Regions from separate parts of the Mus musculus genome. Here regions 2, 3, 4, 5, 6 and 7 are each linked to region 1. Evidence: chromatin contacts called from public HiChIP or PLAC-seq and promoter capture Hi-C data. All regions are on one chromosome and are shown on one strand. Each heading gives the region's core, a stretch centred on a gene start, on an enhancer-like site or on the middle of the called end of the contact. The rest is flanking DNA. Distances are from core to core; before and after follow the strand shown.

Region 1 (4,171 bases), core at 985-3,484:
CCAACAAGGGCTACTCAAACCTTCCTGAGACTAGGCTTCTGTTGGGGTTTGTGGTTAGAATACACGTTAGTTGGGCAGGGGTGTCCAGTCTACAACATACACAGGGAGTTCAGGTATGAGTTTTGAGGGAGAGCCTAAATCAGCACCTTTGTTGGGAAGTGAGGACAAGAGGGGGATAGCCAGTACCCCACAGAAGCTGCCCCAGGCCCTCAAGGCAGTATATTTATACCTTGTTGTCTTGCTTTGGCTGGCCTGGCCTCATGCTCCACACTGGGCTGGACATCTGATCACAGGAGTCATTTGTGAAGCTGATGTTACTGAGTACTTAGTGTGGGTATCGCTTAGGGTCACCGTGAACCAGAAAGCTAACAAGGCTATTTCCAGCAGAACACAGCATGTTTGCTAAAGCACCTGTGTAGGCCTTTGCGTGGGCATTGTTACTGCAGGAGAAGGGTCTACAGGCCTAACACTTGGCCCCCTCTCAAGAGTGTTCAAATTACTAGCAGCGTTGTGAGAGGGTAGATTGTGTAAGTATAGAAAGAACCTAAACTTCAGAGGTGCCCGTGGTGAAGAGCCACCATGATCTCAGTCAGTGCAATCTCTGCCCGGCATGCCCAGGGGATGGCGATGGCTTTGGCACACACATTCTGCAGCAAGGGACTGTGATGAGAAGCCAAGAACCCCAGCACAGGACACTTGCAAATGACCTTCAAAACCCAGAGCATTGATCCTGCCTGGGGCCTCTTCCGTGCACTGCCTCCTTCTGACCATCGAGTAAGTAAAACGCAGCAAGAACTTTGGTCACTTTATCAGCTGACTGTCCTGTATACAAGTAATAAGAAGGGTGTGCAGAGCCCTAGGCACGCAGCAGCTCACACCCTCGGCTCTCTATTCCAGACAGAGCAGGTGCTCCCAGAGGGAAGACCGCTAGGCAAAGATCAGGCCCGAGGTTGGTAAGAGAGAGGTTAGGCCAGATACCAGGTTTGCTGTTTTCAGTTCAATATAGGGGCTTCTCAGATGAAGTTAGGTATTGTTCATCAACAGAAAAAAAATTATACTTGAATTCTGTCAGTAAGATTATTTTTACTAGTTTGGCCGCATCTGGCTCTGACTCCTGGACTAAAAAGCTAGGCAGTTCCCATACCTGCCGCTCAGTGACCACTGGTTTCAGTTTGCCTTGTGGTGTCTTCTGTCTCCGGCTGTGTAATGCTCCCCAACCTGACTGCCAACTGTGTGCAGGCAGGCACTGCAGGACCACCAAAAGGAAGGGTGGTGGAGCTGGGAGACTAGAAGACATGTCAGCTCCACGTGCTTCTGCAGGGCTGCTGAGTTGTCATGCAGCGTGATACCCTGTGCAGATGCTACGGGTGCTAGCTGACCAAATAGAAGCATTACACTCATCTGTGACTCTCGTGTTTCTGGCTGGGTGAGAGTGGGCCTAGAAAAGCATCTATTTGGAAGGTTGTCCCCTCCTGGTTAGGGGGCACCTCCTGTGTGGTAGCTCCTCCAGAGTCCCTCCTCAGTGGTCAGAATGGACAGCCAAGTCTTGGAAGCTGGCCGTCAGCCTGAACTTCAGAATTCATGTTTGTGTTTGCCAGGGGAACATGCAGATCCAATGCAGACCAGATAAAAATGTTGACTCTCTCTCCAGGCAGACAGCCCTGGAGAGCGATCAGAGTCTGAGACATACCCTCTACACCCTCAGTGAACTCAACACTGACCTTCCTGCCCACAGTGGGTCCCAGGAAGACCTCTTTTCTTCCACCCTTGTGTGCAAGAAGCTGGCAGGCAGCAGCAGGCACGTTTTGCACCATTCAAAGCCCACAACTGGTGATTCCTACAAAAGCTAACTGTCTACCTGTGATCTCAGAGCTAGGCCTGGACCGCCCTCTCTGCCCTTTTCCCCTATCTGTAAAGGGCCTTTCCCGGGGTCTACAAAAGGAACTGCTATTCGGCTTCTCTCTGCCTGTTTAGGGGCAGGGTCGCTATAGCCCAGGCTGGTCTCGAACTCCCAAGGGCTGGAACTACAGGCATTTCTTACCACACATGGCTTAGCTTCCTCGGACTTCTATTGGAGACAAATGGGAAGACCAAAGAGACCAGCTGGAGTCATCCTGCGGGAACGGTGGACACTGGGACAGAGAAACAGGCCTGGTTGCGACTGCGCAATCCATCAAGTAGCCAAGCCCCGCCCCCGAGCACGGTGGCCCCGCCCCCTTGGGTTGCTAGGGGAAGTGACGTCACAGCGCGATGGCGGCGGCTCCTTTAGGCAGCTGAAGGGGGATTTAGGCCCGGAAGATCCGAGTCCATCCGCGGCGGGGAGAGGGCGAGCGGGGCCGGCAAGGGCCGGAGCAGCGGCGGCGGCGCTCGGACTGTCCCATCCGCCCCGTATTGAGGCGCTGAGAGCGACGGGGCGACCGGAAAGCGATGGTGAAAGCGGGGCCGTGAGGGGGGCGGAGTCGGACCGGACCCGCAGTAGCGGCAGCAGCGGCGCCGCCTCCCGGAGCGCAGACCCAGGAAGCGGCCGGGCGGGCAGTAGCGAGCCGCACCGCTGCCATGGAGCTGAGGGTCGGGAACAGGTACCGACTGGGCCGCAAGATCGGCAGCGGCTCCTTCGGAGACATCTATCTCGGTGAGGCCCGGCGCCATCGAGCGCCCGGGGGCCTTGCGGATCGGCGGGCGGGGTCCCCGGCAGGCCGAGGCCTGCGGAGGGCCGGAGTGGACGTTCGGCATCCCCGCAGCCGAGGGCCCGGGCACCGGCCTCGGCCAGACACCAACGGCCGCTGTGCGAGCGCGGCCGGGGGGCTGGGCGCGGCGCGGCGGGTCGGGGTGGGGTGCGGGGAAGGGCTGGAAGGACAGGCCGGTCTTGGGGACTGCAGGCCGGGGGGCAGAGCTCGGAGCGTGTCTGGGGATGGTCGGGGACCCGGGAGAGGAAGAAGGAGGCCTAGAGGCGGGGGCCAGCGGGCCTCGGTGGTGGGGTGTCAGAGGGCGTGGGAAAAGGACTGGGGGCGGGGGCCGGGGGGGGACAGCGGGGAGGGGGAGGGGAGAGCGGGGCAGGGGAGGGCAGCAGGCTGGGGGTGGGGCCCGGAGGGGGCAGGGCCTGGGCCGGGCGTCAGCATCCTCCCCCACCTAAGGTCACCGCAGTAAACAAAGGCCATGCTCTGCTCCGCCAAGGGTCTGGTGCTGTTCCTCAGCTCTGCAGTGGCGTCCTGGATGTTTTCATGTGTGGGGGAGAAATGTCAAAATAAGCCAGATGTAGTGTGGAGGTGGGGAGTGTCCCGGTCAGAAATGGGGGAAACGACCGGCTGATTTCTGAGGGTTCTTGGAGCAGTCTGGGCCTGCTCTTTTCCACAATGGCATCTCCACTTAGCTGACCCGCTAAAGGGATCACCCATAGCCTCCTGGCTGCCACTCTCCTCCAAATCAGGACTGAAAATGTTCCCTGTGCCTGGCCTGAAAGGCCTTGGTTTGGTTGGGGTCTTGAGGATATGTTGAGCATCTAAGTTGACTACTGGACACCCGGAAATCAACAGGAATGAAGTTTTGATGAATGCAGATGCATTCAATGTCGAGATGTAGGCAGAACAGAGGGGAGAGAAGTGGTGTGGAAGGAAGTTCTCATGATGGCTCTCAGAATTCTCAAGGTAGACATGAGGGTTGCTTAGGGTTGCTTAAACCTGATAGTTGGGGATTTTTAAATACAAACTTCCCCCTGCATTTCTTAGTAGAATTATGTTATTCCAAAGCCCCTTGAGAACTTGGAGCCTTCTGGTGGTGAACTTCCTGTTAGAGGTAACCATATTCTGTTGAGCAGTAGCCCATCCCTGCATTTGTTTGGCTGTTGTACCTCTAGTGGAGAGTCAGGAAGAAGCTGTGCTTTGGGCCGGCCTTCTAGTCTTCCCAAGCTTATGAACTTGCACTCTGACTCCTCACAGGACCTTGATAGCTGGTGGTGTGGGGTGAACAGCTGGCCCATTTGGGTAGTTCAGAAGTATTTATGGTGCCTGGTTAGCATACAGGGTAAGCCTGCTATGTGCCACATGAGTGCCTTTGAATCCGAACTTCTTGCCAGAGTGGTCTGATGAGTAAAATATGCTTTAGAGATACTTAGGATTTGCTTATTTAAATATTTATAACCAAGTAGAGAGCCAGATGCCTTCTCGGCAATGTT
Region 2 (4,171 bases), core at 796-3,295, 510 kb after region 1:
TTTTCAAGTCAGGGTTTCTTGGTACAGCCTTGGCTGTCCTGGAACTCACTCTATAGACCAGGCTGACCCCGAACTCAGAAATCTGTCTGTCTCTGCCTCCCAAATGTTAGGATGTGTGCCACCACTGCCTGGCTTCTCCCACTCAAAATTTAAATATCCCTTGGAGGGCTGGAGAGATGGCTCAGCGGTTAAAAGCACCGACTGCTCTTCCGAAGGTCGTGAGTTCAAATCCCAGCAACCACATGGTGGCTTACAACCATCCTTAATGAGATCTGACTCCCTCTTCTGGAAATGTCTGAAGACAGCTACAGTGTACTTACATATAATAAATAAATAAATCTTTAAAAAAAAAAATCACTTGGAAACCCTCTGTCAGCCAGAACTCTTTGAGAAACACCTTGCTTTCTCTTCCTCAACACCTTCAAGTTTGATTCAACATTGTCATGTTGTAGAGGCCTTCCTCGAAATTCCAAGTCTCTTCCCTACCTGTCCAAATTGGTGCAGTGCACTTGAGGCAGGCACTCTCCCACAACATCTCTGTGCCCTCCCTACTTTTAATAATACTCAAGACTGCTGCACTGTTTGGCGTACCGTTTCCTCTCTTCAGATCATTTTTCCCACCAGTGTAGCTCAGAGGGCAGAAGGAAAGCTAGCTTACAGAATCGAGGTCCTGATCCCCAGAACCCATGCGGAAGGGGAGAACCCCCAAAAGCTGACCTTTGACCACCCCCTGCTCATGCACACCCACACACATGCACGCACTAGTAAAGATCTCGAATGCCTTCGGCAGAAAATTTCCCAAAGCTATTGCAGGGAGCCCACAGCAGAACACAGGGATTACAGCTACAGACTCAAGGAGGAACAGGGAAATACCTAAGTTATTGAGTCGGGCAGTTAACTGGGCACACAGAACTGGGTCTTCCTGTGGCCTAGGCTCACCTCAGAGGCCGGTGCTGCAGCAGAGACGGGACCAGGCACCATGCCACCCATTGGCATAAGGCCGACATCCTGGATCTTCAATGTTTTCTGTAGGATGAAGGAGAGGTCTCAGTGGCTGCTTATCAAACCCTAAATGGAGGTACAAATGGAGGTACAAGCCTATTTGGCCCTACCACCTAGGAAAGTACATTTGATAATTTACCAAACTCCCAAAACACCCCAGAAGAGACAGGGACCTCTGACCTTTGTTTGGTAAAAATACAACTAGAAGGCAGGGACTTTAGTCCTGGCCTGTGCCGATCTCTCCTAATACCTTCAGGAGTTCGTTGAGGTCTGAGATCTCCAGGAGCGTAAGGCTGGCAATGTCTTGGACCAGCTGCTGGATCTTGGGGGGGTATTCTTTGGGAGCATTATCCAGAGGTGCGCCGGCGAGTGCTTCACTCCTTCGGTGGCTGCTGCTTCTCAACTGCCGCGCTGCACAGACGCTGGGCATCTGTTGCCTACCCCAGGCAAACAGCCGTTAGATCAGAAAAAACGGGAGACTCAAGGGTACAAGATCCATGTGCTCAGTCTGCCACCGCTGAGGCCAGGCTCCACAAGCTGGGGTTAAGGGACCCGAAAAAGCTTTCCTACATTTCCCATAGAGCCTCAGGAGCCCACGACTATGTCTGCAATACTGCCCAGAACGGCAGGCTTCTGGTTGAATGGAATACATCAGCCTGGCGGGTGCACAGTGCTGCACCAAGCCTTCCAAAGCACGGGGCTCGGGCTATGCTGCCGACCACGGCGATGGGTCTCAGCGGCGGGAAGCTGGGGACGAAAGGTACCTGCACCCAAGGTCGCCCAGGCCGAGCCGCCCTCTCCACGCCCCGCAGGCTGGGCCGCGGAAGGTGGCGATGCGCCCGTCACCCCTTCCCTCTGAACCTACTTCCTGCCCGCCGCCCCGGCAATGGCGCTCTAGACCACCGCTTTACCTGGCAAGGCGAAGCGCTGCCCCCCGGAGTCCAAGCCGTGGCCCCCACAGGCAGCGGCTAGCCGCCACCGGCAGCATAGCTCCGCAAGCGGGAAGGTCACACGCGGCTCTAAGCGGAAGCGACGCTCTATCCGGGAGGAGGCGAGCTGTCCGGGCCGCTCTAGCCCGGGTTGGCTCCTGGTATTACGCACTAGGCGGTGCGACGCGCAGGCGCGGAGACAATACTGGGTTGGCGCTTTCTCCATCAGTCGTGTTCCGCACGCCTTTGTCTCGCCAGGGGAATAAGTAGGCGCCCCCACCCCTTTACCTACGGAACTCATAGCCCCTTGAATTCAACTCAGTGGTCCAAGAGGTTAGCAACCTCAGGAGCCCAGTACTCTAAACCTAGGAGAAGGAAGGGCCTGGAGTCCTCCCAAGAGCTCACTAGGCGGAACCGCCTCCTTTGAGTGCACACTAAGGCGGGCGCTTAGCGGGGAGGGAAAGAGCAAAACTTGAGACCTCACAGAAGTCAGGTTGAACCGTATATTTCAGGGTGAGCTATTGAGAGCTAAAACCTTAAGCAGTGGGTAATCCTGAGGGCAGTTGGGCTGCAAAAGCCCGCGTTTGCACCCTTCCTCACCCGCCTGGTGATGTATCCTGCACCAGATGAGTCTGCAGAATCCCCACCAGGAAGGAGACTGTTGGCAAGTCCACGGTTTCTCAGCCAGTACCCAGCACACTCCACAACAGATGCAGACTATTAAATTGTTGGTCCAACCCAGCCTGCTGCCCGAACAATCAATCATGAGAGTTTTGAAATACATTTTATTTTCACTGCTCTGCACTGAGAGATGACATCCAAGGAGAAGGGGAGACAGAGATACCTAAAGCTTCTACCCTTGCTGTGCAGGAGCCACATGGTTCTTCTGGGTACCAGGGCCAGGCCTGGACACCACACAGTTAGTTCACATCAGACTCCGGGCCAGGCTAAGCATCCCCACAGCATTCACCTGTGGCACCCAACACAGCCGGGCACTCTCCAGAGAAGGTTCTACTTGCCCTGCAGAGCCCCAGTCCCGGGGAGGTCAGACGGCATCAGGACTGAAGCAGGGAACCAGTGATAGGAGCCAGACCACCGAGGACAGGGAAGAGGGCCAAGGGGGAAGGCCCACCCCTTGCTCACAGAAGGGACACTACAGGGCAGTAATAGGGGAGGAATGGCTAGTTAGACATATAAGTGGTTTCTGGTGAACTGTAGTGTTACTCTGCATGGTGAGCGCCAGACTCAAGGTCAGTCAAAGGAGATGAGCTGGGCCTCACTGCCCTGTGCTGGCGGTCCCTGTGTAGGCGCTGGCTGGGCCACAGGGGGTTGCTGCTGGGGAGGGCCGGTGCTGGGGGCCATCTGGAGAGAAAGAGCAGATAGGCTCATCACCCCCCTTCACAAACAAAACCTTCGGCTTAGAACAAGCTTCACCTTAGCACATAGTAGATCAGGTTGTTACCAATATGGCAATGGCACGTGTGATCTCTTGTAAACTTGTCTCCTGTGCAATATGGACGCATGTGTACATACGTGCACTTAATGGCATGTCATGATTCTGTCTGCTGAGCAAAGCCCCTGATGCACCCAGTGCAAGGGATCAAAGGAAGCTCAGAAGTCCAAGGGCAGGCCGCTGGGAGACGGCTCACCTGCTGGTACAGGGGCTGCTGCCCTGGGATGTAGGGCTGCTGGGCTGGCAGAGACGCATCCTGCCCGGGAAGGGCGGTCATGAGATTCTGTGGGAAGTAAGATGGAGCCCGACACTGAGTTATCTGTGACCAGACACAAACAGACCCTCCTGGCTGGAAGAAAGCAGAAGCGAGAGCAAGGAGGAGAGGGCCTGCCTGGGATAGCCCTCTGTGCCTAGCAAAGACTAGGTCTCTTTACCTGCATATTGTACGGCTGGTAGCCCATGGACATTGGCTGGCTCCCCATGTAGCCTATGTTGCTGGTCTGTGGAGGCTGTGAGATGGCTGGGAGGCTCTGTGGGGCCTGAGAAGCCACGCTCTATGGAAGGAAGGCAGTGAGGTGAGGGAAAAGATGAGGAACAGGCAACGGCTGGGTGTAGATGCTGGGTGCCCACATACCTGGTAGCCTGGGGTTGGTGTGGGCTGGTAGGAGGAGTAGGCAGGACTGGTGGTGGGCCCGGCCTGGGCCTGAGGGGCTGCCTGTGCCCCAGGGGCACCTGTTGGGTACATGTAGGCGCTGACCATGCTGGGATCTGTGACAACAAAGGTGAG
Region 3 (4,171 bases), core at 900-3,399, 480 kb after region 1:
CTCATGTTGGCAGCCAAACTCAGTAATGGAAATGTAAAAACAATACAACAACAACAACAACAAAAATCCCCCTTCCCAAATATATATGTAATATTTGAAAGCAGGGTCTCATCATGTAACTCTGGGTGGCCTGGATGCTAGACCAGGATGGCCTTGAACTCTCAGAGCTCCACCTATCACTGACTTCTTAGTGCCTCCTCCTGACTGCACCATGGTTGGTTGGTTGTGATGGGGCTTCTCTGCACAGCCCTGGCTGTTCTAGAACTCCTCTATAGACCAGGTTGGCCTCCAACTCACAGAGCTCCACCTGCCTCTGCCTCCTGAGTGCTGAGGTTCACCACCACCCTCTGGGCATGGTTTGGTTTTGAAGGTCTGAAGAGTCATGGAAGCAGCTGAGGCTTGGCACTAAGAGAGGTCAGGACAGAGGTGACCTTGCACCCTTAGGTGCAGTAGGAACCCCATCCCTGAAAGGCTCTTGAAGAGAATTTGAGGGTTTGCACTGTGTGGCAGAGTCAGGATCCCTGAAGAGAGCTCAGAGGAGACGGGTGAAGGTGCAATGGAGACCCCAGCGTCTTGGAGACACCAGTAGCATGGGATGACCATTAACGACATTAGCAGCTGTGAGGTAGAGCCGGCCTGAACCTAGGAGACAAACTCTGTGGGCTTTGGAAGCCCTAGATAGGTTCACCATAACACTGGCCTATAGGTAAGTCTGCGGGCAATTTTTTTGTTTTTGTTTTTTGTTTTTTTCGAGACAGGGTTTCTCTGTAGCCTGGCTGTCCTGGAACTCACTCTGTAGACCAGGCTGGCCTCGAACTCAGAAATCTGCCTGTCTCTGTCTCCCAAGTGCTGGGATTAAAGGTGTGTGCCACCACTGCCTGGCTGCAGGCAATTTTAAAAATTATGTTTGATGTGGGTGGGCACAGCTCACAGTGGGAGGTGTCATCTTGGACATCTGGGGTGTTAAGAAAGCATGCGGATCCACTCACTGGTCCGTGCCTGGTGTGTTCCGGTCATTCTGCCTCGTGCCTCCCTGCGCACTACTTTTTGCCCTCCTCACAGGGGTGCTTCCTGGGGGTTAATTTTTCTTTCTTTCTTTCTTTCTTTCTTTCTTTCTTTCTTTCTTTCTTTCTTTCTTTCTTTCTTTCTTTCTTTTCTTTCTTTCTTCCTTTCTTTTTTTCCTTTAAGCCTCCAAGTTTTGCTGGCCAGAGCAATCGCGGTTTTCTTCATGCTTGTCCAGCGAGGGTCTGCTTACCCAGCTTGCCATTGGTCTCTGGGGGTTTGTTTGTGTTTTGTTTTTGTGACGGTTTGTCCCGCGGCTTTCTCTGTTCTCAGTGTGCACTCTCTCTTGCCCGCGTAAGATCCAGCTTCCCTTGTTCCTCCTCGGGGGTGGGGTGGGGTGGAGGATGGGTAGAAAAGAAAGCAAACTGTAGAGCAATCCGATAAACACGTTGCTCTGGGGCCTCTGCTTCAGTTCCTGCCTTCACTTTCTTCCCTGACTCTCCACGCTGTAACCTGGGGGTTTTCAGCTGAAATAAACTCTTTCCACCCCACGTTGCTTCTGGTTGTGGTGTCTATGCTCCAGATATCATCAGGCTGACAGGAGCCCACGCCAGATGTCCCAGCGGCCCCCATTTCCCGCCCCCACCCCCCACTGGTCTCTCAATGTAAGCCCAGGCTGGTTTCCAATTCACTACTGAGCATTAAGTTCCTAATCCTTTTGCCTTGGCCTCCAGTTTAAGGATTACAGCAAGAAGCACACCTAGCTCCAGGCCACAACAGACAGCAGGAATACCCTCTGCCCTAATCCTCTGCTACGGTGTTAGTTAAGGAAGTGGCTTTTTCCTGTTGTCCTCGCCAACTTCTCTACAGGGACATAACCTGTTACAGCCACTCTTTCCTTCCCGAGTTCCCTCCCCATTCTTTTCTGCCTACAGAACGTGATGTCTAATTTGACAAGTCCTTGCCTGCAGATAGAATCTAAACGAAACTAAGAGCTGAGGGTTGTCTAGGTTTGACCTCTGACATCCTCAAGTGACAGAGCAAAGGGCAGTTTTGGTTGCTTCCATTCACAGCTTGTCACCTGGGAGGAACAAAGGTAGCAGAGGTGACTAGGAGAAAAGCTAAAGACCTGAGGGACAGGGCAAGTGTGAGTCAGCAGTAGCTGGAAAGCAGGAAGGGCAGAGCCAGAGTTAACTGTCAGCTCAAGAGAGCACCGGGTGGAGGCTTCCCAAGGACCAAGACGGGAGCAGCCAGGGAACAAAGACCCAAAAGCCCCAGACAAGGACTTTTTCTACCATGGAAGTTCTTCACCTGAGGCAGGAATCCCATCCCCATCCATGTGGGAGAACAACGCAGAGACTGCCTCATAGATCAAAGGGGAACCCGAGGACTGGAGAGATGGCTCAGTGGCTGGCTGCTCCTTCAAAGGTTCAGTTCCCAGCACCCACATGGCAGCTCACACCAGCTATAACTCCAGTCTCAGAGGCTTTGACCCTTCTGGCCTCCACCAGCACCAAGCATGCAGAGTAGATGGACACCTGCAGGTGAAACACCTGTGTATATATAAAATAAGTAAAGCTAAGATACAAACAAAAGGAAGAGGCCAAAGAGGCACATTGTAGCTTGACTTTGGCTACTTTGTTGGTTCTTGTTTCTTCTACCCTTTCCACCCTTTCAACCCCCTAATACTGGATAGGAGAGAAAAAAGGATATAGAGGAAAAGGGACTTTATCATTAGATTTCCTGCTAATTAGGGGTGTCAGGCTCCTTGGGGGTAAATTTAATCCTTGCCATCAGGATATCTAATCTCTTCTTGTTTATTCTCTAGGCATGTCTACTTAGCAAACCTCTACCAACAGGAACCAACCACCAACTCACAACATCAACAACCCCACCTCTCAGGGCCCTAGCATAGATATACCTCTCAAAACGCCCCAGAATTCCAAACACCACATAACTGCAGAAACTGTCTGCGGCTGACAAAATCACACCCCTGCTAGAGCACGAGGCAAATCACAGGCAGTTGCTGCGAGGCAGCCCCATCCTCGCACCTGAGATTAAAACAAAAACACATTCTTTTTTTTTTTTTTAAAGATTTATTTATTATATATAAGTACACTGTAGCTGTCTTCAGACACACCAGAAGAGGGCATCAGATCTTATTACAGATGGTTGTGAGCCACCTTATGGTTGCTGGGATTTGAACTCAGGACTTCTGGAAGAGCAGTCAGTGCTCTTAACCACTGAGCCATCTCTCCAGCCCCCCAAAAACACATTCTTACAATATTTCTGTGGGTTTTTTTTAAAGGAACCAAAATGCCAAAATGGACACTTACAGCATGTAGGCTTTGATTTTTTTAAACCTACTTTTAATAAGCATGCTTTGACCTCAATTCTAGCCCACCATCCAAAGGCAGGGGAGAAAAGATAGGACAAGGGGTTGTGGAGCTGTTTAGAAGTAGTTCCTTAGGGTGACTCCATCTCTGTTTGTCAGGATATCAGCAGTCCAGTTCAGTAGCATCAGGATAGCAAACATGAATCAGCGGCAAGGGCAGGATCTAGCAGAAACCACCAGTCCTCCGCTGCTGAATCGGCATGAGTCAGTGGGAGCTACAGGAGCAGCCGGGATTCCAGGAGAAGTTCTCCGCTGTGCCTCTCCATGAAAGGAAGAACGGCAAAGACAAAGCTTTGTAAAGCTAGCTATGCAAGCACACCATCACTGTCCATTGAGTCCTTTTCATACCCTCTCCAAATACACACACACACACCCACGGATCATGCCTCAGCAGAACACCACAAGAGCCTGTCCATCTTAGTCACGTGAGTCTGTATCACCTGACACATCCAGAAACTTAGTGGCAGGCACATGGCCTTGCATCCCAGTACTTGGGAGGAAGAGGTAGGTGGACTCTGTTAGTTCGAGGTCAGCTTGGTCTAGGTTGTGTGCTTCAGGTTAGTAAGGAATGCATAGGAGAGACCCAAAGAGGTCCAAAAGAAGCTCAGGAAGAATGGCTGGCTGGCTGTGGTGCACATTACCAAAGTCTATGCTGTTCACCAGGCTCGCTCAGATTCCCAAGTACCTGTTACAGAACCCATGCTGGTATCCTGGCCCTTCTCAGCTCCTCCCAACCCGCCCCTACTCTGAATTTCCTCAGCTCGTGGGCTTCCC
Region 4 (4,171 bases), core at 979-3,478, 460 kb after region 1:
CGGGGAGGATGGTCCTTAGAGCCCAGTTGCCCAACCTGAAAATGTAAATGTTCAATGACCGATAGGTGGTGGCACACACCTTTAATCCCAGACTCGGGAGACAGAGACAGGAGGATCTCTGAGTTTGAGGCTAGCCTGGTCTACATAGTAAGGTCAGGGATACCCAGGGCTACACAGAGAAACCCTGTCACAAAACAAAACAAAACAAACAAACAAAAGAAAAAAGAAAAATCCAAAAATAAATAAATAACAAAGAGTAACAAAGGCGAGACCAAGAACCCTTGAGGATTTCCTTCCACACACAGTTTAGCACTGAGACCACAGTGGGTGAGCTCAAAACCACTCAGGGCTGGATCCCTAAGGGTTCAGTAACCTCTAACCTTGTCTCTCAAACAAAAGTGGCAGAAAAGGTGGGTGAGTGTTCTATTCCTGTGGATGGAATAACGATGGGGGATTTCTGGCATCAGGAAGCTGAGGCTGACTTCAGCCCCATGAAATTGAGACTCTGGGGTCTCTGCAGAAAACGTCTGGACTTTAAGAGAGCAGAGATGTATGAAGAGCAACACGGCACCCTTTCCCTTCCACTGAAGGAGAGAGGCTATGTCGTCAGTAGGATAGGACTGCAATCTCTGTACCTTCGCAGTGTGCCTCCTGTCCCCACGGTGGGCAAATACTGACACTCAGACAGAGCCTATCAGCTCTGATAAATACTCAGGGTGACAGGCAGCCAGGTGTGCACGACGCGCTCTCGCACCTGTGACCTGAGCTGCAGTTCTGGTCCTTTTTCCACCTTATTACCCTCCCTGTCAGGGAACAGATGGACATAAGGGACAGTAGACCAGGGACCCTACCCTCTTCCCGTCTTGAACTAGGCTGCTGAAATCTGACTCTCAGTGAGACCCAACTGTAGGTGAAATACGGAAGATGCAAGTCTGAATCCCTAAGATGCTTGCCTGTCTTGCCTTTAGATCAATCAATCCCCCTTCTTCAGAGCACATATCTGGCACACCAGCCACTCGGACTGGCATTGTCCCATGCCACCACCACACCAGCCACTCGGACTGGCATTGTCCCATGCCACCACCGCTTCCAGCAAGCTCCAACAGGACAAAGGACACGTGGGTGTTTGCAGTGTGGTTACCGATTTTCTCTGCAGGTGGCGGAGGGTGTTAGATGGATGGCCCAGTGGCCAAAGGGAGGCATCGAGGGAAGGTGGGGGGGGGATCCTCTTGGTTCCTTAGAAGCCAAAGTAGCAACGTTTTTGATCTTAGGAATCCCCAGAGATATCAACTGGAAGGGTGTTTTTGTCAAAACAGAGAAACTAGACCAGGTCATAGTCCTATGGCAGGGACAGGATCAGGGGCCACAGGCTGTGACAAAGCCTAGTTCTCCAGTCCTCCCCTGAAAAGGGGCGGAGATACCCACGGGCTCGGGTGAGCTCAGATTCCCCCTTCTATGTCTCCAAGACAGAAGAACAGCAAAATATGCCTGGTCTAACCTCGAAGGATGCGAGAGCTAAGAGGTAAGGGATCAGTCGGTTTGCGACAGAAAACTTCGCGGGTCTGAAGTGGGAAGGTGGTCTCTGGGGAGCAATGACCTGAGCTTGCAGGGGAAAAAAAACCCTCAGTGCACGGTGCCTACACATCTAACCCGCAAGACTGAGACACTGCTAGGAAGTTCTGGAGATCAGGGACACATAGGAAGGGGAAGCGAATCCATCTGAAGGGGATGAGCGAGCCTTTGGAGTGTGAGAAGCTGGAAGCTGGAGTGTGTTGGGCGTTCAATGGGGCAGCAGGATCCACGTCTGCACCCACCCTCTCCCACCTTCCTGGATTGCGCTCCCAGAAAATAGAAAGGAGAAGTTGAGACCCCTAACCTGCAGGAGACGGTTGGGAATCAGGTGGCCCTAACCGTGACAGTAGGACACATTTCCCGTTTTGAATAAGGTGTTAGACCGGGACGAGAACCGCGACTCCCAAAACCCCAGGGACAGCTGGCTTACGTCCAGGCCCGAGGGCCAGCTCCCCGCTCCCCTCTTCTGTGCGCCCAGGTCACGCTCGTGCTCCAGCACCCCACAGACAGCCTGAGACCATCCCCTCGGGGCCCGACCCTAGTGCTCACTGTGCTCAGTCGCCGGGGCTAGGGCTGCGCTCCTCGCGGTCCTCGAGCGTACTCGGATCTGGGCGCCGGCGACTGCTCGCCTCGGCCGCGCTGTGATCGGGGTCGGCGCCAGCTCCGCGCCAGCCGCTCGCAAACTTTCCAGCGGCGACGCTGGGCGGCGGCGAAGGGGGAGGGGTGGGGGCGGGAGCGGCCCGCGGGGGAGGGGGAGAGATGAGGGTCCGCGCCCGCGCCTTAGTGCAGCGGACCTGCAGCGAGCTCTCAGACCCTCTCGGTGTAACCCCGAGTATATCTCCTGGGCTGAGCTTGCCTGGCAGGTCTGCATCCCGCGTTCTCCCTTTCCCTCCCCTCTGGCACACAGGAGCAGGCCCTGACCTGGATCCGACCCTACGGGTCCCTTCCGAGAACCCTCACCAGGTGTACCGTAACCCTGAGGATCCAACCTTGCGCACCCTGGACTTCAGAGAGCCTCCACGGGTGAATCCTGACCTGGCAGGTGCGAATCCTGATGGGTCTGAGTTCTCCAAGGGAACAATAAGTGACTCAGCGCGCCCCTTTCTCTTTCAATGTCCACTGTCCTGGGGTCTCATCATTGCGTTCAGGTTTGCAGTCTTGATTTTCTAGAAGGACTAAGTCCCTTACTTAACCACATCTGGCTCCTGGCTGGAAGGTTGCAGCTGCCACACATGCACCATGGGTGGGAGAGGTCAGGATACATGGGCCGCTCTGCAGATTTCAGACAAGGTGATCCGCTAAGAGTGCCTCTTAAACCCTTTCCAGGTTACATGCCCTGTGGGCCTCAGGGACTCCTGTCCAATAAGCCCTCAAGCAACACCACTCATTTGACAATCCACTAATTTGGCCATATTCTCAGTCGGCACAGACCTTTTTTAGATACCTCCTTTTCTGGAGTCAAAGGTTCTGAGCCACAAGCCTGCCTTTCGCTCCTAGACTCAGCCCTGGAGAGGACTTTCTCCACTGCCCGCCCCCCCATTTGAGCCCTTGAGCCACCTTTTGTTGCCTCATCTCCCCTCCTGCCCAGTAACCTCGGGATCAGAAACTCCCTTGGGTGTTTTTGGGCTTCCACTTCTCTGGCTTCTCCACATCCTGTAAGAGGGTCATGTTGCTTTCTAGAAAGTTCTCCCTGTAACTGTGGCTTTCAGAATGGGTACTCACAACCTCCCTCCCCATTTCCAGCCCCCAGACCAGTCCTCTGCGGCCCAAGTCTCCTATGTCTGTGTCCTCTCCTCCACCTCATACCTGCAGATCATCTAGTAAAGAGCCGAGGCCCCTCTAGGGAATCCAGTCCAGCACCAGTCTCTCTCATCTGGAACACATGTGGTTTCTTCTCTGTCACCCACCGCCCTTCCTCAGAACTCCCATGGGCCTTGGGTCAGTTCCTTGTTCAGTTGTTGTCCTTCTCCAGGACTCCATGTCTATTTAGGGGACATTGGATCTTGTGCCCCAACCTGTGGGTTCCCTCACCGGTGAGCTGGCCCACCCTCCAGTGATTCGTAGGCAGACCCTGCTTTGTACATGTCTATAAGATCCACAGGAAGACCCTGCCAGGATTTGGGGACAGGGATACTCCCCGGGGCTCTGTCTTCTGTGCCCCTATCTTCAGAAGAGTCCACCAGAAATCCTGACAGGGAGCTGCCCTTTTCTGTTTTGATCCAGGCAATGGCCAGAAGGCAAAGGTTAGAAGGCAAAGACCTGTTTGTTTCCGCCGCCCAGTGGGGGCCGCTTGTGCAAGGCTGAGGGATAGATACAGCTCCTCCTTCATCTCCCTGGGGCACAGGCTGGAGGATTGTGCTCCACAGCAAAGGTCTGCCCCTCTGTGACCTGGTAATGAGACTTAGGGATGAGGGGTGCCAGGAACTGCACCAGTGTGGCCCTGGGCTGGAGGTGCTCAGCCTATGGTGGCCAGGGCAGAGTGGGAGCAGGCACTGGTCTGCAGTTGCCTCTGTCTAGGTTCTGTGGCTCAGCTGGGCTTCCTGCACCTCAAGGTGCATTCCCTGGAAGATGGAGGTCTTTCCTTTCATAAGGACCTTAC
Region 5 (4,171 bases), core at 500-2,999, 440 kb after region 1:
CTGCCAAGTCTCTGTCCAGGCACAGGCCTCTCACGATCACCTAGCAATCTCATCAGTATAGTGAGTGGGTTGTCTCCAGTCTCACAAATTTATGTCCTAGCTCTCAATACTTTTTTTGCAGTTGTTTTGAGATAGGTTGTGTGTGTGTGTGTGTGTGTGTGTGTGTGTGTGTGTGTGTGTGTGTGTAACAGCCCTGCCTGTCCTGGAACTCTGTTAGATCAGGCTGGTCTCAAACTGAGATCTGCCTGCCTCTGCTTTCTGAGTGCTGGGATTAAATAAAGGTGTGCAACACTGTGCCTGGCTGCTCTTGATACTTTTCAATGTGACTGTTTGGGTAATAGGATAAGGTCATATTGTAGTGCACTGTGCCCTAAATCTTTGTAAGAACATTTATGCCTTTGTAAGGAGCTATCTGAGCCAGATGTGACAGCACAGGCCTGTAATTCTAGCACAATTTTGAGGAGCCTGAGGGAGAATTCTGAGTTCAGGACTGGCCAACCTGGAAAACAACTACCTTCCCTGGGGGTGGGGGGAAATAAAAAAAGTAATGGGGTAACTGACTGTGGTAGTGCACCCTCGTAAACTCGCAGGTGGTAACTGAGGGCAGGATGCTCAGGAGTTTGCCTGAGTTACAAAGAAAAGTGTATGTGTGGGGGCATAGGATTTGGACACAGGCGTAGACAGCAGCGTTAGATATGAATGGAGGGATTGTGTGATACTTTTAGAAGCCAAAGAACACCAAGGACTGAGGCTGGTAAACTCTGGTAAGCTTGGTGCAAAGGCTCCCTCAGAACCTCAGAAGGAGCCCTTCCTGGTATGAGGCTGCCAGCCACTGCAACCATGAGGGTTTAAGTTCTGGCTTAACCCAATCTGCAGAGTCCACCATTAGCATTCAGGGATGCAGGGGAAGCTGTTGAGTTGGGAGCTATCTGTAGCTCCACAGCCAAGCTTCTGGGCTCCTCTGGCCCAACTCTGTTCTTGCATTCTGTCTACCTGGTAGTCTCATACCCCCAAGCCAAGCATCGCCTGACACCACAGTTGAACCTGTTGTAAAAGCAAGACAGCTGGCAAAGAAGCTGCAGGAAGCTTTGTATGGGGTCCTTCCCTTTCTTCACCCATAATGGAAACCATCCCCTGACTCTTAGGATCAGACTGGATATCTTCAACATGAGTCCATAGGCTGTCCAGAAAACAGAGGCAGTATGTGTGTGTGCTGGGTGAGTCCCATAGGACTAGTAGTGTTGATCTGTCTGTAGAGTTGAGATGTCAGTATGATGCACCCTAAAGGCAGTTTTGGGAATCTACTCTTGGAGAGGTGAGAGTGACACATTGGGAAATGGACAGGGCTGTGACCTCCTAAATGACAATGGATTGGTGCTCTTCAGATGGGGAGGGAGCTCAGCTCCCAGTAGGTAGACAGGTGATCCATCATCCTTTAAGCTTAGACCCTCTTGATGCCCTTGAGCTCACATCCACAGCTTTCTTCATGGACTCTCTCCTAGTCCTTCTGTCCTCTATAAGGCACCTTCTAGGTCCAGCTGCGGAGAGGGAGTAGTAGCCAGGAAGGATCTGACCCCTTTGGCCGGACATAGTGACAGGTGTGCTGAAAGATGAGCCACTAAACATGATCCTGTGCTCAGGGAGCGCGGAGCAGCTCAGTTTCAGCCCCTCGCGTCTGCAAGCATGACTGCGTGGCTTTATATAGCCTCGCAAGCCCTTTATAAGCTGGAATCGAGGTTCTGTCGAGCAGGAGAGCTTACACAGATCTGGTCTGGTAGGGACACTTTCTCACTCATACCCACAGAGATAGCCCACCTCAATCCCAGGATGCCCAGCCGAACGGTCCGCTATGCTCGCTACAGCCCCCGACAGCGGAGGCGGCGGATGTTGGCCGATCGGAGCGTGCGCTTCCCTAACGATGTTCTCTTCTTGGACCACATTCGACAAGGCGACCTGGAGCAGGTGGGACGCTTTATCCGGGCTCGGAAAGTCTCCCTAGACACTATCCATCCCTCAGGTGAGTAGATAACTGAGAGTCTGGCCTTCTGTCCATAAGGAGGCAGGGGAGATCCTCTTCTGAGGGTTACAGCTTTGACCCTGTGTTCCCACCCTGCCCAGGACTGGCTGCTCTGCATGAAGCTGTGCTCTCTGGAAACCTAGAGTGTGTGAAGTTGCTAGTCAAATACGGGGCTGACATTCACCAGCGGGATGAGACAGGCTGGACACCACTGCACATCGCTTGCAGTGATGGGTACCCTGACATAGCCAGGTGAGACTATGGAATGTGGTTCAGAGGTTTCATCCTAATCTCTCCAGGTGGACCCCCCCAAAATATGGCTCTGAGGATGTAGGCATCAACTCAGGGATTCTGGCAGTTTCTACCCGATTGCAACATTAGAGCAAGCCGGAAAATCTGGCCACAGCTTCCAAGGGGTCAGGTTTCTTCCTCCTCACTCTGCCTGGAAAAAACAAACAGGTGACCCCAATATTCTAGCCTTTTGGCCCCGGAGTGGGCTGAGTAGGCTTTAACCACCTGCCCTTCACACCTCAGGTATCTCATCTCTTTGGGGGCAGACAGAGATGCAGCCAATGATGATGGCGATCTGCCCTCCGACCTTATTGACCCGGACTTCAAAGACTTGGTGGAACTCTTCAAAGGAACCAGCATGGACTGAGCCAGGAGAGCCCTTTGGGGCTTGCGCCTCCTTGGAGAAGTGGCAAGCACCTTGCCCCAAGGACTAGAGTGCCCACTGGATGTGCAGTGAGGCAGCCAGGCTGGTTAGGACTTGTGGGGAACGACCCTCTTGCCCCTATACCCATTTCTCTGGCCTGGCTTTTTCTCCAGGTTTGTTTGTTTTTTAATGGTGATACTTTTTACTTTTTCAATAAACATAATTCCCAAGCTGTGATGATGACTTGATTAGCGCAGTCCAGTACAAAACCATCGCCAGGTACGCGGGGGCTCGCTGGCAGCGCAGGGCCGGGGAAATGCGTGTCCGGGGCCGGTGCGCCGATGTTCTTGTTCAGAGATGCCCGGCAACCCCTCCCTTCCCCCGACACCCACCCGTGTTTCCGGGACGACCTCGCGCGCCTCCGACCTCGCCGCACTCCGTTCGCCAGCGATCACGTGGCCCGCGCCGTTTGCGCCTGCGCGCCGCGTCACTTCCGGCCGGCCCACTGGAAGCGGCGGCGGCGGCGGCAGCGGCGGCGGCGAGGAGGGCGAGGTGAGGAAGGCGCGGCGCGGAGGCACGGCGGGGCGGGGCGCTGCAGGCTCCGTGGGACCTTGGCCGCCCCGCCCCGCCCCGCCCTGGTGTCGCTGGGTCGCCTGGCCTGAGCGGGGAGAGACAAGGCCGGTGTCTCCACGGAGTGCGGACGTGGCGGCCGCCCCCCCACCTCCCCGGGAACCGACGCCCGCGGTCCCGGGGCAGCCTCTGAGGGCGCTCCCTGCTTTTGAGCTGCGCAGGCCAGCCTCCCCAAACCGCGCCGGTGTCCTTGCCGGCTACCTGCCCTGCCCACATCCCAGTTGTCCTGATGCAGTGGCTCTGCGCAAGCCCGGGGCCTGTCTGTGGGCAAGCTGGACATGCTGGTGGCCGGAAGTATCGTACCCTGTTGACAAAAGCAGCCCAGATCCTGGGGTGGTCGTCCGAGATAAAATGGTCTTCCCTCTGGACGCCATGTTTCAAACACAGGGCAGGCTCAAGCAAAGGCCCCCAGTGAGTTGAGATCAGCTGGTGGATTTCTGGGGAGTGTCCAGGACGTTTAGACAGCGATGTGACAGGAGTGCAACGAGAGCCAGGTCCTTCAGGAGAAGGAGTCTGGGTTTGGGTCCATTTAGGGAATATCTAATAGTTTGCTAGTCCCGGGAAAGAATAGGATACACGTTCTAGGTCTGATGACCTGCCACTGTCATCTGGAAGCAGGCCCGAGCTGTCACAGCACTGTGGCTCCTGCTTGGCTGGTCAGTCGCTATAAGCCTCACAATTTGAAGCAGGGAGTGGTGGCACACACCTGTCATGCCAACTCTTTGTGTGGTGGAATCAGAAGGATCAGAAATGTAAGACTAGCCAGGGCTACATGAGACCTTTTTTCTAAAAGGGGTGGGAAGAGGAAAGAAGGAAACAACAACATTTGGATAGTAGACGTTTCAGAAGAACAGAGTGACCAGCCATTG
Region 6 (4,171 bases), core at 528-3,027, 430 kb before region 1:
TACCCCCCACATCAGGTAGGTCATAACCACCTGTGATTCCCACTTCAGGAGGCTCTGATGTCTCTGGTCTCCACGGGCACCACACACACATCCTACACCACATATACACACATACGTATTGTCTTTAAAACTGAATAAATAAATAAATCTTTTAAAAAAGAACTCGGCAGTTCATGCTGGCTAACATATGGAATCCTACCACTTGAGAGGCTGAGGATTCCATAGTAAGTTCCAGACTAGCCTGGGCTACATACAGATGGAAACTGCCTCAAAACAAGCAAACCCCACTTCCTGCGAGAGAGAATGTAAACTCGAAGGAAGTAGGCACATCTCTGTCAGTTCAAGGCCATTCTGGGCTACGTAGTGAGATCCTGTTTCAAGAAATTAAACAATAACCAAAAAGAAAAAAGACAAGAAAAAGAAAAAGAGAGAAAAGAGCCTGAACTCAACTCCAAACAACAGAAAACACACACACACACACCACTAGTTTGAAGATGCAGCTCAGTGGTATGTATCATACTTGCTTAGGATGTGCATGGCTCTGGGTTCAACCTGTCATCACAAAGAAAAAACAAATCAAAGTGGAAATACTGAGGGCTGTAGAGAAAGGCTACTATATAAAAACAAGCAAAACCAGAACAGAGAGGCCCAGCTGTAGAACATGCAGGAGACCACGAAGACTGTGGCTGAGGGCAAACTGATGGCTGAAGACAGGGGTTGAGGCAAGTCCTGAGAAAATAAGGGTATTCCAAAGGTTAACACACATGGGAGAGGCAGGTTCCTTTCTTGAAAGAAAAATGACCACAAATGCAAAAAGCTAGGCTCGTGGCTAGAACCTGCAATCCCAGCACTCCAAGAGACAGAAACAAAAGGGTTGAGTTTGGAAGTCAGCCTTAGTGACAGAAACCAACTCTAACGTGGAGGGTGTGTAGGGCTTAACAAGAAGATAAACACCTTCAGTTTCGTCTTTAAAAAAACTTTGCCAAGTTCTACAGAAGCCATCCACGTCCCTTCCAAACAAAACCTGGAGTGAACAGCTTAAAATGACAAAGGGACAGCAGCAACCAGGAACACAACTGAAGCCTTGGGGCTCTCACCCTATCTTCCATTGGGCGCTTCAGAAAAAGTTCACTCTCAAACAGAACGTGGTGGGATGAGTGTGTTATTTTGATCCTTTAAGATCTTTGATCTGAGTTTTGAAATAAGCTCCAGATAAACACGAGTACTCTGGCGTTTCTCAAAACTAACCAGCCAGACGTGAAGGCTTTCTCAAAGAAGCGGGCATAGCAATCTCTGAATACCACGCGCTGCACCTGCATAGCCACCGTTGCCTTAGCGGGCACAGCGGGCAAGGGCAGGGAAGCCGGAGGCCAAAGGGAAATCGCCGGGCTGTGGACAGCGGGCAGAGACTGTCGCTGAAGACTGAGTCTCTAGCGCTACCCAACCCGGGTCAGCTCAGGATCTCACACACCCCGGACCCAAACCACCGCCCCATTTTAGCCTCGGGTCAACGAGCCCGACCCTCACCCAGCGCCGGTGGCCCTACCTCTGCCTTGGAGTTCACTTTCACAAACACTCGTCCTTTGTCCGTGTCATAACTCTGGCCCTGGCTAATGCACCCGCCTCCCGAGTGACCCGTAGCTTTGACCGAGCTGCAGCCCAGCTCCCGCTTAAGCAGGGTCTCCATGAGAGCAGTTCCCCAGCCGACCCAGTTCAGGCCTGGAGCAGAAGCGGGTACAGGGGCGGGGCGGGGTAGACACAGACCAGTGACGGGATTGGGTGACAAGAAGGAAGGGGCGGGGAAACCTTTGGGAGGGGCGTGGCCTGACTGGTTAGGATTGGTTGAGAGGCAGAGAGACCGCTGCCAAGTTTTCTCTGGCTGCTGGAGCGCAGGAGCCGGGTGGTAAGTGGGTGGAGCGCCCAGCCTCCCCGCTCTGGTGTGCTGAACTCTCTCAATTCAAACCTGTTTAAAACAATTCCCAGACAGCTGTGTAGAAGGACGGAGGTTGCTCCCTCCGCTCCGGGTTCTGTCTGAAACCGCCAGCGAGGTGAAGCTGAGCCCTTAGGGTTTTGCAGAGGATGACGCATCCTTTCTCAGGGATGTGCTGGCCGCGAGACCATTTCCCTGGCCAGGAGGCCTGCCCTCCTGTGGGAGGTATGGAGGTCCTTGTGCCTACAAGTTAAGCACTAGTAGAACCAGGAATGTAACGCAGAGTTGTTCCTTCGAAGGAAAGGATGCATAGCCTGTGAGCAGATGTAGTTGCCCAGGACCTTTGTACTAATCTGTGTGCTGGACCACACGGGATCCTCTCCCAAACCCTTCTCATGAGTTTGTCAATCTACAGAACCGATCTTTAAGATGTTGATCCCACTGGTCAAGAATAAGACCACATAAATTAAATTAAATTTCATGTAAGCTTTAATACTTTAAGTACTGCCCACGTGGATGTACTTTGGTCAGATCCTTGCCCAGGTTCCCAGGGAAATGGCCCCAGTCAGATTTTGCAGGGGCTTAAAAAAGCAAAAAACACAATTCAGCGCATTTCCAGTCAGGTCCAATCAGTGGCAAGCATACATTCTGACGTATTTCCTACTCATATACCTCCCTTCCACGTGTGAGCAAGCAGATCTGGTATAGATGGGCCAAATAAACTTGTTTAAAGAAGTGAAAACTCGTGACTTGTTATTTTCCATAAATAATAGCCTTTAGCATTTCAAGAAGTATCTGTCCTTGGGCAAGGAGCTTACAGGTCAGATGCATTTTTTTTTTTCATGGATCGCTTAGGCATAGTAATTAAAACTTAAAACATAACTTTGGCTTTCACAATGTCACATGTACGTCACAAAGAGTTTCAACATACTCACACCTTAAGTTTTATTTTGCACACAAGATTGAGTTGATCACCAGGAAATTTTTCACTAAATTGTGCTGCGACTAAAATATGCCTAAATAAACTACACTGGGTCAGACTTGAAGTTTGAACCAACGCCAGTCACCTAGTCTTATTAAACAGAACTGCCACTACCGGGCAGTGGTGACACTTGCCTTTAATCCCAGCACTTGGGAGACAGAGGCAGGTGGATTTCTGAGTTCAAAGCCAGCCTGGTCTACAGAGTGAGTTCCAGGACACCAGGGCTACACAGAGAAACCCTGTCTCAAAAACAAACAAACAAAACAAAACAAAACAAAACCCAGAACTGACTTCTTGCCTCTGCCTGTCTATCCTTATTCTGCTAGCTGTAATGGTTATAAAGACCCTCTCCAGCCCTCCCTGTCCCAAACGTAGAGTAAAAGGACCAGAGACAAAGGGAAAAACACCTTGACCCTGACTTGACTCCAAGCCAAATCCAGGGCCAAGAAACAGAAACACCAATCCCTGAACATGAAATCACGCCAATCTCTAAACTTGCCCCAAGTTTAGGCCACAAAAATTTCACCAATCTCCAGGACAATCTGGAAAGCTCCCCACCTTCACCCCAAGAAACCCCTCACAAAGCCTGTGTTCTGCTCTGCTCCCTGCTGCTTCTCATCCAAGCAGAGGCAGCCACCCTCCTGGGTTTTCCCTCCCAATAAATATCTCGTATGAGGTTTGTTGTGCAGTGTGATTTTGTGGAGCAGAGCTGTAACACTTGTCTTGAGGAAATTTTCCCCCACTGGAGCAGAGCTACAACATTTTTGCTGGAGAAACGTTCCCCTGCAGGAGCAAAGTTATAACTTATACCCTGGATGCTCACCCTCCAGCACTCAGCTCAGCTGTCCTCTCAGTCTGTCCGAGCTTCCAGGTCTGTGACAATGATCTGCAGTGCAGGACTCAGACTGTTTAAGTGTGTAAGTCCTAAACTGGAGGGGCATGCTGCTTCCAATACAGGAGTTTTGTATTATATGAGATTAACAGATTAGCTTGTGTCTCAGCCAGAACTGTGTTCAGTTCCAACACAGGTTAAAAATCTGTCTTGCTCAGAGGAAAAAACCCAGCAGGATGCATGTATAAAGAGACTTAAGAAACTGCAAATCTGGAATCAGTAGGATCTGCTGGCAGGCTGGAGATAAAGAGATGTTGTCTGAGTCACGGTCCTCCTCCCACAAAATTCCTTCTCGTGGATGGTTGATTTGTTCTGTTGAGACCTCTAGCTGGCCTACACTGTGGAGGGAAATGTGCCTACTCCAGAC
Region 7 (4,171 bases), core at 784-3,283, 370 kb after region 1:
ACAGGATGCTCCCACAGATGGTGTGCAGCCTGGGTGGACAGCCGAGAGGGGTGAGAACTGCAGCTCTGGTCAGACACAATCTCTGTCCTTGGTGTGGGGATATTTGGGGAAAACTGAAGCAAATTGCCTTGATACAGAATTGTGATAATTTAGACTTGGTGTGTATATTGAGTGAAAAGTTTACACTTTCTTTCTCTGTGAATTTTCAGGGTCTTATAGGGGAAATCAATAACTTCTTTTAATCAAAGGGTTCAAGAAATTAAGGATCCCTTCACCTCTGGGCCTGGCAATTCTTGTATGTTATGTTTGTGGTGTTCTGTGACGTGGGCCTCTCCTGTGCCACATTGTTGATGTTGTTATTGGTTGTTGTTGTTGTTTTTTTTTTTTTTAACATTAACTTAGCTCATTTTTTAATCAGTGCTTACTTTTATCTTACGTTTATAATATGTGGTTCTACATTTCAATCAGACACATGATTTCTTCATGGTGTAGTCTGTAGGCCACACCTCCCCAGTCAACCGGCCTCTTCCCGCCCCCATCCCTGTCACGCAGTCTGGGAAAGGGAAAAGGGTCTGGTCCATCTGCCCCTATCCATACAAGTGAGAGACGGGGCCCAGAGTTGCTAGCAAGTTATCCTTGGAGGTGAGGCCATCCTGTGGCTAGCACTACCCCTTCCTATGTGTGCAGCTCCCACCAACAGTGGGTGAGACAGAAGAGGCTGTCGAGCGAGGGCTGCTGCTGCCCTGAAGACTTTCCCCTGCAGCTTGGTGTCCCCTGCAGCTTGGTGTCACTGACGCTGCTTCCAGCCAAAGCCCAGATTAAGACATAGGTGGGATGGCAGGTGGCCTCAGACAGCTTTCCTGTGCCTGGGAGGGTTGCGATTCGAGGGGTTTTCAGACCTGCCTGATGCTGCTTTTCTTTCTGTTAGGTGGCAGGATCCAATCTTCTCCTTGGCGACCCCCCTCCGTGCTGGTGAAGAAGGCAGCCACAGTAGGAAGTCACTATGCAGAAGCAGAGAAGAAGCCCCACCTGGGGACCAGAGTGACCCCCTTGCCTCAGCTCCCCCTATCCTAGGAGGCTGGTTTGGCAGGGGTTGTGCCAAGCGTGCAAAAAGGAAGAAAGTGGCATAGCCCGGAGTTGACAAAGAACAGTTGGCACTTTGCAGATGGCTTGACCCTTGTTCAGGGGCTCCGCCCGTGTCGCCGTGAAGGCGAGAGTGCCCCCTCCGGCTCTAGTGGGTGCCGGCTTCGCGGTGACGGTCGTCTTTAGCCATTTGTCCTTGTGGAAAGGCTCTCTTGCACTGCTGTGACTGCCCCGCTATGGGCTTGATCTTCAAGGACACCTCCCTCCTGTTCACCCCTGTACAAAGGTGGCAGCAAGGCCTCTGTGAGAAGAGCTCCGGCCCTTCCCAGGCCTGGCCAGCAGGAGAGTCCACCACTGCCTTACCTCACTCTCCAGGCTAGTCTCAGGGCCTCCCTCTTTCTACTCCTTATCACGTACAAGTGTTCACTTTATAGAAGCCTTTTTCTGTATTGGGTATGCGGCACAGGGAGAATCTAACTAAGCCTCCAGTCTGAGCAAGTCTTATTAAACATCTCTCAATTGCTTTGGTGTCCCGATGACTGTCACACGCACCACCGAGGTGCCTGCATCTGAGGGCCTGCATCGAGGCGCTTTTGAAGAACCCAGCCCCTGAAAATGCTTTTGGTTGGTTGGTTTTTTTGAAACAGGGTTTCCGTGTGTAGCCCTGGCTGTCCTGGAACTCATGAGATCCTCCTGCCTCTGCCTCCCAAGTGCTGGGATTAAAGGGGTCGCCACCACTGCCCGGCTCCTAAGAATGCTTAAGGCACGGGGTGAGCTGCACGCACAGTTGTGGTGCTAACCTGCCCCGTTCGTCTGTGGAGAAGTCAAATGCCAAAGCCCGGGCACCTGCAACACAGACCATTGGCCGCTCGATCTGGGCGGAGGGGGGTGTGGCCCGGCTGGGGGCGGGGCCCTGGTTGGCGCACGCCATTGGCTGCGCCAAGCGGGTGAGATCCGCGTGAGCACGCGCAAGCGTCGAGGGCGGGGCGACGGTACTGTGTGTCGCGGGAGCCGCCAGGATTTGCGGGGGGCCTCCGGTGCCATGATCCGGAACGGGCACGGGGCTGCCAGCGCTGCTGGGCTGAAGGGTCCGGGAGATCAGCGCATCGTGCGGGTGTGGTGCGATGGCTGGTGAGTGGGGCGACGAGGGGAGGGCGGTCACCTGGGCGTCACGCACCGGCCGTTGGCGGAACCGGAGTCTTCCGAGGCCGCACGAGGCAACCTGGCCTCCGGTCACTTAGGAGTGTAGCGTACAGACACGGGTGCATCAGACGGTGCGCTCCCCGAAAACCGGAAATGCGGCTGTCTGTTCGCCTTGGGCATTTACCCAAATTACCTGGGCTGGAAGGCTGTGAGCTTCTCTGGCAAATCAGCCCGTGACGTCTCCAAGAAAGTCCTGGAGCTGTCAACAAGCCGAAGAGATAAGATGTTGGCCTTTCTATAACTTACCATCTTCAGCCCTTCGTCGTGCCTACCCCTGGTGGATGAGAGGCATTCGGAATGGTCACCAGGGCTCCTCAGGGCATTCATGGCGGAATAGGCTAGACTTTGTGCGTTTCTTGTTTGTCTTTGGTTGGTTGCTGAGGATGGGAACCATAGCCTTGTGTGCTATATATGTACAGGCAAGTGCTCCATCACTGAATTACAACTTCAGTCCCCTTCTGTTCTTTTGCACCTGAGTCACCAGCTTTGACTTCGTGTCAGTGGACTATGACCTTGGCCCCACCATGGTGCCACAAGCCCAGATGCAGACTCTGACCTTTGATCTAGCCCTGCCTGTCTAGTGGGCACAAGGGCTGTCCTGGAATTTGCCCGTTATCATGTCCCACCTCCCACCCCGTGCACTGTGGTGTTGACATGATGATAGCCCACTAGGGCTCTAGAGGAAGCAGAGCAGAACCTATGGCCCAGCACTGGCCCATGGCAAAGAATACAGGTGGTCCCAGGGATATCCCACTGGGATATCCTCAGTGTCCAGCATATTGCTGGCTTCTGCATAGCTTGACCTTGACAAAGTACTTGTGGCCAGACCTAGATTTGAGGATAAAAGCAGGTGACAGGCACTTGTTCTCTCAGAGAGCTAAGCCAGCCCTGGGGGTGGGGAACTGTCCACTTGTGTCAGGGTGGAAGTATCTGCTCCCAATGCAGGACTGATCTCTTGTTTCCAAGCTTGAGTGTGGCTTGTTGATCCAGGGGGACTATTCTTGTTTAGGGTGCAGGAGGTTCCATATTCAAATCCTAGATAATCTCTTGTATCTTGCGGGCTGGGAGTGTAGCTAGCTCAGCTGGTATTATGCTGGCCCAGCATGCACAAGGTCCTACATTTGTTTTGTAGCACCCAACAGTTGGCTTTGGGTGGGAATCTCAGCAGATGGAGTCAGAAGGGTTGAGAGCTGAAAGTCGCCGGGCGTGGTGGTATACACCTTTAATCCCAGAATTTGGGAGGCAGAGGCAGGCAGATTTCTGAGTTCAAGGTCAGCCTGGTTTACAAAGTAAGTTCCAGGACAGAAAAAAAAGGGTCAAGAGTTGAAGGTCGTCCTAGGTTTTATAGTGAGTTTGAGGCCAGCCTGGGCTACATGAGACCTTATTGTCTTAAAAAAAAAAAAAGAAAAAAAGAAAAAAAGAAAAAGAACTGAAGCAGCTTGAAATGCCTGCCCATAGCAGGAGGCACCAACAGGGCAAAGGCAGTCTAAGACATGGGAAATGGTTAAGCATCTGCCAGTGAACAGCTGTCTTGGGAGTTCACCAGCCAGGCCTTGTACCTGAATTTGCCACTCTTGCTAGACCTGGCACCCAGTCCTGCCCTAGGTCCAGTACTTAGGGTATGGACAACTGAGAACCGACTTCTCTGCTGTAAGCCCAACACCGGGATCTGGGCTAGGAGCCCTGGTGGGGGCCTCTCAGGGAGCCGTGCTGCATCCCACACAAGACCCTCAGTCTCCTGTCTGTCCTCACAGCTATGACATGGTGCATTATGGCCACTCCAACCAGCTACGGCAGGCACGGGCCATGGGGGACTACCTCATCGTGGGTGTGCATACGGATGGTAAGGTGGGGCCCGATGTGCCGGACAGTCCAATGGATTAAG

The links. Promoter capture Hi-C pulls out the DNA fragments that hold promoters and counts their contacts. HiChIP or PLAC-seq counts read pairs in DNA pulled down with a chosen protein or histone mark. Capture Hi-C pulls out chosen DNA fragments and counts their contacts.
Region 2: a contact with region 1 is called in a promoter capture Hi-C map of neutrophils, with 4 times the contacts expected there. The contact joins the promoter of Mrpl12 here to the promoter of Csnk1d in region 1. A contact is called at or near these places in 8 of 39 promoter capture datasets (the C10 cell line, cranial neural crest, embryonic stem cells and 4 more), 2 of 484 Hi-C or Micro-C datasets (CD8 T cells and embryonic stem cells), 5 of 115 datasets of contacts at active chromatin or transcription factors (double positive thymocytes, embryonic stem cells, memory CD8 T cells and 1 more) and 1 of 9 other capture datasets (embryonic stem cells).
Region 3: an H3K27ac HiChIP or PLAC-seq map of double positive thymocytes shows a contact between it and region 1, with 5 times the contacts expected there. The contact joins the enhancer-like site here to the promoter of Csnk1d in region 1. A contact is called at or near these places in 1 of 39 promoter capture datasets (pre-B cells) and 4 of 115 datasets of contacts at active chromatin or transcription factors (bone marrow-derived macrophages, double positive thymocytes, embryonic stem cells and 1 more).
Region 4: a contact with region 1 is called in an H3K4me3 HiChIP or PLAC-seq map of embryonic stem cells, with 12 read pairs. The contact joins the promoter of Gcgr here to the promoter of Csnk1d in region 1. A contact is called at or near these places in 1 of 484 Hi-C or Micro-C datasets (CD8 T cells), 5 of 115 datasets of contacts at active chromatin or transcription factors (embryonic stem cells, epiblast stem cells and pancreatic cancer cells) and 1 of 9 other capture datasets (liver).
Region 5: a contact with region 1 is called in a promoter capture Hi-C map of pre-B cells, with 3 times the contacts expected there. The contact joins the promoter of Ppp1r27 here to the promoter of Csnk1d in region 1. A contact is called at or near these places in 6 of 39 promoter capture datasets (cranial neural crest, embryonic stem cells, hippocampal neurons and 3 more), 1 of 484 Hi-C or Micro-C datasets (CD8 T cells), 4 of 115 datasets of contacts at active chromatin or transcription factors (embryonic stem cells, epiblast stem cells, large pre-B cells and 1 more) and 1 of 9 other capture datasets (adipose tissue).
Region 6: a promoter capture Hi-C map of pre-B cells shows a contact between it and region 1, with 2.3 times the contacts expected there. The contact joins the promoter of Fn3krp here to the promoter of Csnk1d in region 1. A contact is called at or near these places in 4 of 39 promoter capture datasets (embryonic stem cells, fetal liver, hippocampal neurons and 1 more), 2 of 484 Hi-C or Micro-C datasets (embryonic stem cells and liver) and 2 of 115 datasets of contacts at active chromatin or transcription factors (bone marrow-derived macrophages and embryonic stem cells).
Region 7: a promoter capture Hi-C map of liver shows a contact between it and region 1. The contact joins the promoter of Pcyt2 here to the promoter of Csnk1d in region 1. A contact is called at or near these places in 3 of 39 promoter capture datasets (frontonasal cranial neural crest, neural stem cells and neutrophils), 1 of 484 Hi-C or Micro-C datasets (CD8 T cells), 6 of 115 datasets of contacts at active chromatin or transcription factors (bone marrow-derived macrophages, embryonic stem cells, memory CD8 T cells and 3 more) and 3 of 9 other capture datasets (adipose tissue, liver and pancreatic islet).

Annotation. Positions count from the first base shown.
Region 1 is chr11:120,989,396-120,993,566 of GRCm38.p6, reverse strand. Csnk1d (casein kinase 1, delta) reads left to right here and starts at 2,234. Exons shown (of 10, transcript NM_027874.2): 1 at 2,234-2,632. The coding sequence starts at 2,557. It overlaps LOC115486436 (a long non-coding RNA gene), which reads right to left and starts at 2,203. Exons shown (of 2, transcript XR_003949839.1): 1 at 1-2,203.
Region 2 is chr11:120,482,511-120,486,681 of GRCm38.p6, reverse strand. Mrpl12 (mitochondrial ribosomal protein L12) reads right to left here and starts at 2,045. Exons shown (of 5, transcript NM_027204.3): 1 at 1,914-2,045; 2 at 1,253-1,439; 3 at 940-1,026. The coding sequence starts at 1,990. It overlaps Hgs (HGF-regulated tyrosine kinase substrate), which reads right to left. Exons shown (of 22, transcript NM_008244.3): 19 at 4,019-4,152; 20 at 3,819-3,938; 21 at 3,581-3,667; 22 at 2,698-3,293. The coding sequence ends at 3,183.
Region 3 is chr11:120,508,094-120,512,264 of GRCm38.p6, reverse strand. Gm39490 (a long non-coding RNA gene) reads right to left here. Exons shown (of 2, transcript XR_880363.3): 2 at 3,515-3,657. Among named protein-coding and RNA genes, the nearest start is that of Gm39490, 4.0 kb to the right of the region's middle. Within about 2 kb of position 2,149, at least 143 of the 459 cell types and tissues checked have an H3K27ac peak or open chromatin away from gene starts, as enhancers often do. A contact at or near this core is called in bone marrow-derived macrophages, double positive thymocytes and pre-B cells, where this site is marked.
Region 4 is chr11:120,528,784-120,532,954 of GRCm38.p6, reverse strand. Gcgr (glucagon receptor) reads right to left here and starts at 2,228. Exons shown (of 14, transcript NM_008101.2): 1 at 2,122-2,228.
Region 5 is chr11:120,548,710-120,552,880 of GRCm38.p6, reverse strand. It overlaps Ppp1r27 (protein phosphatase 1, regulatory subunit 27), which reads left to right and starts at 1,749. Exons shown (of 3, transcript NM_026814.3): 1 at 1,749-2,017; 2 at 2,119-2,269; 3 at 2,552-2,906. The coding sequence starts at 1,828. The coding sequence ends at 2,675. Mcrip1 (MAPK regulated corepressor interacting protein 1) reads left to right here and starts at 3,154. Exons shown (of 5, transcript NM_001033231.4): 1 at 3,154-3,224.
Region 6 is chr11:121,418,979-121,423,149 of GRCm38.p6, reverse strand. Fn3krp (fructosamine 3 kinase related protein) reads right to left here and starts at 1,777. Exons shown (of 6, transcript NM_181420.3): 1 at 1,547-1,777. The coding sequence starts at 1,687.
Region 7 is chr11:120,615,807-120,619,977 of GRCm38.p6, reverse strand. Pcyt2 (phosphate cytidylyltransferase 2, ethanolamine) reads left to right here and starts at 2,033. Exons shown (of 14, transcript NM_024229.3): 1 at 2,033-2,214; 2 at 4,041-4,129. The coding sequence starts at 2,126. It overlaps Sirt7 (sirtuin 7), which reads left to right. Exons shown (of 10, transcript NM_153056.3): 10 at 929-1,607. The coding sequence ends at 1,130.